3 separate regions of the Pan troglodytes genome follow, and regions 1 and 2 are each linked to region 3. A link is a contact called in public Hi-C and HiChIP or PLAC-seq data. All regions are on one chromosome and are shown on one strand. Each heading gives the region's core, a stretch centred on a gene start, on an enhancer-like site or on the middle of the called end of the contact. The rest is flanking DNA. Distances are from core to core; before and after follow the strand shown.

What was found. A called contact is a pair of places that touch in the nucleus more often than the background predicts. HiChIP or PLAC-seq counts read pairs in DNA pulled down with a chosen protein or histone mark.
Region 1: a contact with region 3 is called in a Hi-C map of stem cell-derived neural progenitor cells, with 6 times the contacts expected there. The contact joins the promoter of CPEB4 here to the promoter of BOD1 in region 3. A contact is called at or near these places in 1 of 7 Hi-C or Micro-C datasets (stem cell-derived neural progenitor cells) and 1 of 1 datasets of contacts at active chromatin or transcription factors (stem cell-derived excitatory neurons).
Region 2: a contact with region 3 is called in an H3K4me3 HiChIP or PLAC-seq map of stem cell-derived excitatory neurons, with 8 times the contacts expected there. The contact joins the promoter of NSG2 here to the promoter of BOD1 in region 3. A contact is called at or near these places in 1 of 7 Hi-C or Micro-C datasets (stem cell-derived neural progenitor cells) and 1 of 1 datasets of contacts at active chromatin or transcription factors (stem cell-derived excitatory neurons).

The regions. Positions count from the first base shown.
Region 1 is chr4:171,536,578-171,539,942 of NHGRI_mPanTro3-v2.0_pri, reverse strand. It overlaps CPEB4 (cytoplasmic polyadenylation element binding protein 4), which reads right to left and starts at 1,261. Exons shown (of 10, transcript XM_001155432.7): 1 at 1-1,261.
Region 2 is chr4:171,693,909-171,697,297 of NHGRI_mPanTro3-v2.0_pri, reverse strand. NSG2 (neuronal vesicle trafficking associated 2) reads right to left here and starts at 2,099. Exons shown (of 5, transcript XM_518109.8): 1 at 1,824-2,099; 2 at 782-932. The coding sequence starts at 2,065.
Region 3 is chr4:171,269,204-171,272,603 of NHGRI_mPanTro3-v2.0_pri, reverse strand. It overlaps BOD1 (biorientation of chromosomes in cell division 1), which reads left to right and starts at 1,720. Exons shown (of 4, transcript XM_063811670.1): 1 at 1,720-2,238. The coding sequence starts at 2,002.

The DNA of each region.
Region 1 (3,365 bases), core at 12-2,511, 270 kb before region 3:
TCAAAGATCGCAGCTTATCACCTTAAATTGTTCTGATTTGGAATTCTGGTCTCTGAAAGAAAAAACAACTCTTAAAAAAATCTCTTAAAACATTGACTTGGATCCAATTGGGCTTATTTTTAGGAGGGAATAAAAATGAAGAGGGTAAAAATCAAGTCTTTGGTTAGTAAAATAGGCGCTTTCTTTTTCCAAAGGAAAATGTACATGAATGACAAAAACAGAGCTTCTCAAGCATCTATGGATGTAGAAGAATAAGCCTTGCGCGGAGTAAAAATATAGATATATATAATTTAACAATCACATATGGTTTTCCTCAGCAGTTTAGATTCACTCACATAAAAATTAGAATAGGACTAAGAGGGGAATACGTTCTTTTCTTGGCAGCTTGGTTAAAAAAAATCAGGAATAATTTAAGAACATTATATATTATATATTTATATATATAGATTATATTAGGTTATCTGGGGTGGGAAGTGAATTCCTGGTTTCGGGAGAGGAAATCAGCATTGACTAATGGAAAGATGATTGCAGGGAGGTTTCTGCTGTTCCTGGTCCTGTTTTCTGCTCTTTCGCAGGGTGCAGTTTTGGCCTCTGGGGCTGTTCCTGAGGCTCCGGGTGCAGATCTTGCTGCGGTCGCTGTTCCTGGGCTCCCCGCGGCTTCCTCTCCCCCATGAAAGGGGTTGGAAACACCCGTTTCTCCCTCTTGCGGGGGTCGCGATCAGGAGGGATTAGCGAGACTCGACGAGGGTGAGCGGGCGGCCTGGGGGTGCGGGGACCGAGGGGGCGACCTGGAAGGTCCTGCGGTTTCTGCCTCTTCCCCTCTCTGCGGCTCCGGGGTTTTTTTCCCTCATGGGACCCAGGGGCGGTTTGTTCAGTTCCCTCAGTTCGATTCTCCGCAGAGAGGGAAAAAAGAGGAAAAAAAGGAAAAACCCACTACCGTAGTTATTTTAAAGGAGAAGGGCCTCCCCCCTCGGCTTTCTCTCTCTTTTCCCCCAGAATTTTTTTTTAAACTATAATTTAGAAGGCTTTTGTTTCTCCTCACGGTTGCTGGGCCGTCGCCGCCGTCACCGCTTTACCCTGGTCCCGCAGTCCCCGCTGTCGTTGTTGAGGACTCCTCCTGGTTCTTCTTTTTCTTTCCTTCTTCCTCCTCTTCCTCCTCTGCTGTCGCCGCTGCTGCCGCCGCCGCCGCCGCCGCCACCGCCTCCCGGTGCCCGGGTCCCGCAGCCGCGGCTGAGTCCTTCTCCTCAGGACCGAGCCGAGTGAAATGACAACCAGCTGGAAAGACCCAGAGACACTTCCGGTTCGAAGAGGGAGGGGTGGGGGTAGCACTCATTCCCCACCTACCTGCCGGAAGACCAATCATCTGTTAGAACTCAGACGAGGCCACACCCCCTCGCTTCAGAGCTACTCCCAGGAAGGTCGAAAAGTTACCTCCAGAGACGCCTCTTCCGTCTGCGCCTCGCCTAGTGAGGCCGGGCGCCTGGAACCCGCTTCCCCCACCCAGAGTGAGCGCAGCAGGTCGCCATCTTTTGTGTGGGCAGGGGACTCCTTTGATATTTCTCTTCCCTAACTGGGCTTTGCAGGAGGAGCAATAGGGACGTGTCAAGGAGAACGGATTCCTCGCTCACGAAGACATACGGTTAAGGTGTTGGAGATCGAAGTGGCGGCCCGTGAAACCGCGGATGAATGAGAAGGGTGCCCACAGTAAAGGTGGTGCTCCAAGCATCACGTGCTCTGGGCCGAGCTCCGCCCCAGAGGGATCTGGAAGGGGAGGCGGGTCTTCCCAGCAGCTGTGCGGTGCCTAGAACTGCGTTTGCCCTTGCCCAGAATGTAGACCTCACGAGGGACTCTCCCTTAACCTTCCATTCACTCACCCGCACCTCCCACTCTCCCATTCTGCTAGGCTCGCATCTGGTGCAGTCTCCCAGGCGCAGAGATGCAGCTGAGGCGTCTGTGGCTAAGCCCCCGTATCATCCCGATCTAGTACACCTTACACGCAATACCAGAGGGAAAATTCCAAAACTAAAATTTTATCTTGACCCTCACATGCTCCGATTTCTTCTATGGTTGCCCATTATTTCGAAGATAAAGGCCAAACTTGTTAGTCTGGTATTCAAGCCTTTCTACCTAATGGGTGGTATATCTTAGTGCCTCTTCCCCCTCCAAACACACTCTCAATGCCTTTTTACATGTCCTTTCCACTCTTCTCCTTTGGTAAATTCCTATTTATTTTTAGGAATCAGTTCAAAAGCCACCGACAGCATCTTCTGAATTCTCTCTTATAAGCGTCCACGGCCCTGTGTACATCTCGTGCTTGTTTCTCACACTGTATTGTGATGGTTTATGTCTTCCAGACCTGTGCTGGACCGTGGGCTCTTTCAGGAGCAGACATTGTAGATGCGAGACATCAGTGAATGAATCCTGAAAACGTGAATGAACAAACCAGCAACAATGAAGTCTTCCCTGAGTGACAGCCCCCCAACCCACTGCCACCCCTTCCACCCATCACCCACCCCCCACCCCTCACTCCTGTTTCCAAGTCTGAATTAATTATTTCCTTCCTTTTGCCATTTGGTTTGGAGCTCACATATCAGACTTTTCATTATGTTTGGTACTCAAGGGCTTTAATGTCTTGTTTATCTTTGTACATTCCCAACGCTATGACCACCATCAGGGCTTAGGATAATGCTTTGCTCTCAGCACAGCTTTAAAGATGTTAAATAAGTGAGTATTTTCCTTTAGCAGGAAGAAAAATGAACAAAGAAATCAGGGTAGAGCCAGAAGTAACTGGCAAAACTAGAGGGAAAAAAAAAGATACCAAGATTAATGAAGAATAGTGTGAACAAAGGTGGCTTCCATTTCATTTCCATAGCCTTCCTCTAATGGTCTCAACTTCTGCCTCAGTCTGTCAATCCTCCATCACTTCCGTGTAGAACACCTGAGGGCCTTCAATTGGTGATTTTATTCTCTTTCATTGTGCCATGAGCATGAGTCTTGTCTCTGTAACTCTACTATGGATTCTTTGAGCATAGAGATTGGGTCTTACCTGCTGTTTATTCCCTACAACTGGACATGCCTGGAAACGTAGCTGGTTCCGTCAGGTGTCTTTTCCGCCAGAATGGTTTCTTTGACTGGCCCTCTCTCTAATGTCTTGTAGATTCCTCTCTTTTAATTACTGCTGGTTGTCAGTGGGTTAGTTTCTTAAGGGCAGAGGTTGTGTCTGATTTATCTTTATGTCCCCAGTGGCCAGAAGAGGGTCTGGCACAGAGCAGACTCAAAACTCAAAACACATTTATTGAATGAACAAATGAATGTTCCATGCCCAGAAGATGGTTTAGGTTCCCTCAGAGCTACTAATTATCAGT
Region 2 (3,389 bases), core at 850-3,349, 420 kb before region 3:
AGCCACGCCTCCCCAAAAGACACTCTCCTGCAGTCATGCTGCTCCCCTAAAGCTCTCCATGCTTTGCATATGTGTGCCCTTTGCCTTAAAAATGCCTTCCCTTCCCCACTCCATGGTCTGCCAGGAAGGGTTTTTACTCACCTTTAAAAGCCCAATTCAAATGCTCTCCTCTGCAGTTTGCCTAACCTGTCTTCTCAGTCCCATTCCCAAACCCTCTCCACCCCAACAGAATTTAGTTGTTTCCACCTGTGCACCCTCACAATCTTTGTAATGCTCAGGTATAACATTTACCAGGATGAATTAATCTGTCATACTAGAAAAGGATTTTGTAATTTTGTCTTTTTATAACCAACTCCTAGTATAGGGACAGGGCCTTAGCAGGTACAAACTGAATGCTTGTTTGAGTGAATCCAATCCTCTGTCCTCAAATCTATACCTGTCAATTTTTGAAAGACCTTCCCAAAATAATCAAGATGAATTTTCTGTCACCACCTAGAAGCTTATTAGTATTCACCAGCTGTAAGAAAACTTTAACAAGGAAAGATCAATTTGCTTGCCCATTTATGCAGATATGAACAAAAAATGAATAAACACTTACCATAAATCTGAAATAACACAAGAGATGTCTTGGCTCTGGAAGGAATAACTACATTTTATAAGAGAGGGAGCACATTTGGCAGATAAGGGAATGAAAGGATTTGGGGGGTGGAATTTTTTGCTGCTTTATTTCCTGAGATGGGGGGAGCCTGGGGGCTGATGAGAGCAAGAGGACCTGCTTTACCTTTTCTGGAGCAGGCAGCTGTAAGTGATTAACCTCCAAGGGAGTGATGAGAGGGACGGTCTGGAAGCCATCCTCAACTGAAGGCGGCTTGGTTCCCTTCTCGCTGGGGTTACTGTTCAGCTTCACCATCCTTACGCCTTTCTTCCCAGACCTAAGGCAAGCAGTGGGATTCTGGTTACAGCAGGAGGTGAGGCAGAAAGAGAGGGCTGACGACAGAGAAAATAGCACTGTCCTCAACAGCTCCACTCAAGTGGCTTTCAATCTAGTGATCAGTCATTGATCTTCCACTAGATTTCCAGACATGATTCCCATTGTCCAACAAAACTTCTTTAATCATCAAAATATGCCACCTTCCCATGGGGTTCAACAGCACTCAAATTTAAGGAATTCAAGGAAAATCCTAAACCTATACACACAAAAAATATAAGTGTAAAACAAATACCCAAGACACTAGAGCTAAAGTGCTCACACAATGCCAGTAAAAAGATTATACTTAGTGCAAAATGAAGTCCTATTATACCACCCCCCGCCGCCCGCAGTATGATAAATTTCACCTCACCACTCTGGTTGCTATTCTATTATGTTGGTTTTCCATCAGCAATACCCTAAAACACAATAAATACATTCAACGTCTCAATGTGTACCCTGTTACATCATATGTGGATTGTACATGAGGTGCAATTTCCTAAAATAAAAACCAACAAAAAAAAAGGCTAGCCTGAACCTGATCCTGTTATTCAGCCATGGAATGCCTCCATTTCCTCAATAGAGAAGGGCCATTTTTTTTTTTTTTGGTTCCATGGAAAGTTAGCAGCCCCCATATTGCAGGATTGCCAACTAAATAAACAAATCACATTTATTCATCTCCAGATCCCTTAGAAGTCAAATGGTGCTCCCCTCCCACCCCCAGAAGCTCAACACAACTGAATTTCTTCTCTCAATCCTGCTGATGGAACGTTTAGACAAAACAGGGTTGTTGTGGGGGTGAAAGGGGTTGGAAGATATTGGGGAGTGGTTATAGCAAAAACAAATGCCTACTTACTGTGCTGCACTCCTGGGGGTCAGAGCAGATTCAAGCCAATTTGAAGAGGAGGAGGACGGCCAGGAGTCCTCCCTCCTCAGCCCGAGCTTGTGGTGCTGAAAGGACAGCGCCTCGCGTGTGTCTGGATCGGAGCTTCTGAGAGCAGGCGTGAGCGAGCAGGGAAGAGCTCCTGGCAGCTGCCTGCCTGCTCGCTCGCTCACGCCCCCTCCTACCGGGGAACGCGCTCCCACACCATCTGTCATCTGGCACCACCTGCTGTTTCTTATGCATGGCCACAACCACTGCACGGGACAAAATGGTTTCAAGAAAGTGGGAGGGATTTTGGCCACATCAAAAAAAAAAATTAATATGCACCATATAACAAGTAATCCTTGAGCCTTTGGAAAAACTGAAAAAGCAGGCACATTCATTAGGAGAAGGCATCGCCTCCTAAGACCTTCCAGAACAATATCATAAAACACAGAATGGTTCAAGACCTCTACTGTGCTCTGACCCTGTGGTCAGGACAGAAGGGAAATATATTTATTGTGTATCTTTCATGCAGTGGGCACTTTTCCAGCCTCTTTCAGACTATCTCCCTCATTTGCAAAATGGTGTTTCTAATAGTACACACATGATGGGGTTAGTACAAAGCATGAAATGGGATAGCATAGGGAATGCATGTAGTACAGAGCAGGGACTATGGCAAGCACTGTATTCACATTAGCTACTACACTCAGCATTGCACTGTGATCATACAGGGCAGCCACGGTAACCAGAGCTGGAATTTGAACCCTGATCGGTGGCCACCAAAATTTGTATCCAGCCCAGGACATTGCATGGCTTCCAAGTTGGTGCCTGGAATCAGACAGGGCAAAGTCCTAGTGTCTGCTCTACCAAATTCTGGCTGTATGGATTTTGGACATTTTGCATTCATTCTTTAAACCTCCATTTCCTTATCTCTGGTGTAAGAATAACAATATCTCTCTTGCAGAGTGATTGTAAATATGAGAAGAGATTGTGCTCAAGGAAACCCCTTATTACTTAGGGACAAGGTTCTGAATGGCTGAATTATTTCATCCCTGGGGATTGCTCATAGATTCTCTTCAAATCCTCTGAGGTCAAGGCTGTTGCCACTGTTTTCACTAAGCTGTGGTTCAAGTCACCGATGGTTGTTCATTCCCAGCTGCAGTGCTGCTTATGATGCACTTCATGAGGCCCAGCTGTCTTGGCATTTGTCATAGGGCCCCCTTTTGCCTTCAAAAGTATTCTAGTTTATGTGATAAATTGTTAGGTCACCCTAGTTAGTGCTCATGTGCTGAGCATACACTCTGCTAGCTAAAAGGTCAAGAGAAAACGTAAGTATTATATATATTGTTCAGTAATGAAACATGTGGCGGGGGGGACACGTGTGTGGAGAGACAGAGACATTTTCTGAGGCAACAAAGGCTAGCACATCTGAGCTGCACAGGGCTATATTAATAGAAGTAGGCAGATACATGATATGGGAGTGTCCCAATAAATGTTAGTCCTCCATTCTCTTCTTTCCAAAGACCTAGATGAGTTTTCAGGTACAATCATTGTGAC
Region 3 (3,400 bases), core at 471-2,970:
GGGTGCCAAAAATGGAGAAGGGACTAGTCAGAGTGATCAAGGGCTTGGAGAAGAAAGAACCTGGGGCTGAGGCAGCCTGAACTGGGCTTCTCCTGGGGTTAAAGGTGAGTGATCAACGTAGAGTCAACCAGTAGGAACAGACATTAGGTAATCTCAGGGATGGTGAGCTATTAAGAGAGAATGTTTGTCATTAACTGACCCATTGTGAATGATTGAGCTGGTGTTAGAGGATGAGTATAATCCCACACCTGAATGTTTCTTTTGAGGGTTAATTTAAACTCTCTTGGCCAGGTGTGGTGGCTCACACCTGTAATCCCAGCACTTTGGGAGGCTGAGGCGGGTAGATCACTTGAGGTCAGGAATTCAAGACCAGCCTGGCCAACATGGTGAAACCCCCATCTCTACTAAAAATACTAAAATTAGCCAGGTATGGTGGCATGCGCCTGTAATCCCAGCTACTCGGGAGGCTGAGGCAGGAGAATTGCTTGAACCCAGGAGGCGGAGGCTGCAGTGAGCCAAGATTGCACCACTGCACTCCAGCCTGGGTGATAGAGTGAGACTCTGTCTCAAAAAAAAAAAAGAAAAAAAAATTAAACTGTCTTGAGTACTAAATATTGGTGTGGAGAACATCCTGGATCTTTGCCAATTCTGCATCTTCGCAGGAGCCAAGGATATTGGAGAATTTGCTATTTACATCCCCTCTACTGCTTGTGTAAGAAGAGGAAATAACAATAGCAGACATAATTGCTGAGGTTGGGAGGGGGAGCTGAGCTAACAATAGGCAAAAGATGAAGGGAAGAGAGGATAATGGTGGCAGCTATAGGATTCCAATGGTGAATTGTGGCTACTTAAAAAAAACAGGATATAAAGCCTTACCTATTGTGGGATACCAACTAGCTCTCAGGATACCTCAGGCTAAAATGCAAGATTTAGATCCTCAAAACCTGGGTTCAAATCCTACTTTTCTACCTCTAGGTATGTGATTAGGTTAACAAACTTTCTTCTGCCTCCATTTCTACGTCTGTAAATAGCAATAATAGTAGTATGTATCTGCTTTTTAAAATTATTGTGAAGAAGTGCGTGGAAAGTGCATAGCATCACGCCTGACACTTTTCAATTATTCAATATTGGCTTATGATTGACAATATTTAATATTTGGGAGGAAATCCACACACATATAAGACAGACTTAAGGAAAACTTTTATTTTCTTCTTCACACTTTTCCGTTATTTTCCAATTTTCTAAAATGAGTATGCATTGCTATTAAAACCAAAAGGAGGGAAACTCACAAATTTCTGAACAATAGAATTTTGACTGTTCCACTGTTTCCGGAATTTCCCGGAACATGTTGTTCAAGAAGGACGTGGGAGTGCATGCTAAAGCGCAGATTGCTAGGTGTCGACCCGTAAATACTGGATAAAAATCTTTAAGAAATAATTCTGGTAATCTATACTTTTAATCAGCTCCACAGATGACTGTTATAATCAGGCCCTGCTGGGACGTGTTGATTGAATGGGAAGTCAGCAGAGAGTGGGCGGGGAAGGCCTGGCGGGTTGCAGCGATCACGAGGCCTGCGCCTACAGTTCCCATATTGCCCCGCGAAATCGCGACGAGCAAGCACGAACCCTGCCGGGAGTTGTAGTTTCTCTCGGCTAGGCCGCTGCCTATAAAGAACGCCGGAGATGGCCACAGAAAACTTCCCGCCCCACAATGCAAAGGTCAACGTTGACGCCATCTGGGGTGCGCCTGGAATCGAGCAGGCCGTTTCTGCCGCGTCCACCACAACCTCTGCTGTATCAGAGGGGGCCTTCGCCGCCGCCGCCCCCACCACCGCCCCCGCCGCCATCGCCACCGCCGCCGCCACCACCACCGTCACCTCCGCCGCTGCCGCCTTGGGGCCCTCCTCCTTCACCGCCCCCTTCACCACCTCTACACGTTCTAGGCCTTCTGTCCTGGAGAAGAAGCTATAGTCGTTCTCCCTTGTGGGCCCGGGGCGCAGCCATGGCGGACGGCGGCGGCGGCGGGGGAACTGGCGCGGTGGGCGGCGGCGGAACTAGCCAGGCCTCTGCCGGGGCAGCGACTGGCGCTACTGGGGCCAGCGGGGGCGGTGGCCCCATCAACCCGGCCTCGCTGCCTCCCGGCGACCCGCAGCTCATCGCTCTCATCGTGGAGCAGCTCAAGAGCCGGGGCCTTTTTGACAGCTTCCGCCGGGACTGCCTGGCCGACGTGGACACCAAGGTAGCTGCGGCCGCCTGGGCGTTGGGGAGCGGGGCTGCACGTGAGGCCGCCGGGTGGCAGCTTTGATTTTCGAAAGCCGAGAGCGAAACAAAAGATAGCTTAGAAATCTCAGCAGTGAGGTCTTACACCGCTTGGGGCAGTACGGAGAGCTTTCTGAGCGATGCACACGTGGGTTCCTGTCTGATACATTTACTACTAGTTGTGGTTTTACCCAGTCCCTTCTCCGAACTTGGGGTTTCAATGTGGGTTTTAGAGCCTAGACCGTATCATTCCCAAGATGGAACTCCTCTGAGGCCCTTAATAACAAACTTCGAAACCAAGTAGATAAGCAAGCGTGCTTTAGAATTTCCACCTGTTCCGTACTCACCACTGAGAAGCTGGCATTAAACACAATGATTTGAACACACAGTCATCACCATTTTATAGCTGTTTATTCCTTTTCTCTAGCTCATTGTTTTGCAGACTAGTAGGGCGTTGAATTAAGATAAATTGTAGAAACAGCACCCTTATTTTGCACTTTATCATTGATTAAAGGAGATTTGGTGCCTAGTTTAGATCCTAATGCCATTGGTCAGTCCCACCAGTAAAACGCTATTTCACTTTACCTACTCGTCAGGGTGGTTTGGATTCAATGAAATAATGGGTGTTAAGTATCAGACATACAGTAGTTGCTGGAATGTTCATTTTCTTCCTTTTCAAAACTTGTCTAACCACGACTGTGGTTGTAGGTTAGGAGACCCTGTCACTGGACTCCTGCAGGGTAGTGATTTCTCCTACCACAGCCTGTCATGGAAACGTTTTGCTTACCTCACAGCAAGATTGTGAGCTTAGAATTAGACCTTAAGATAGGGAAAAACGTAGTCTGTTTATTCGTTGAACGTTTATTGGCCTCTAGTTGCCAAGCTGTGTGATTACAGGAATAAGTCACTACCCCATCCTCAAAACTTATAGTCTAGGTTAGAAAACTGACATGTAAATAAACCAGGTGGTAAATACGGATGTAGAGAGAGAAAGTGGTATACACTGTTCCTTCTCCAAGATGAAAAGCCCAACTAGAAGTCTGTCCTTGAAACAAAGTAATTTAATACATATGCATCCCAGATCTGTATTGACAGAGCTTTCACCTTTCCTAGGACAAGTTCTCCATTCATATTTCTTATAT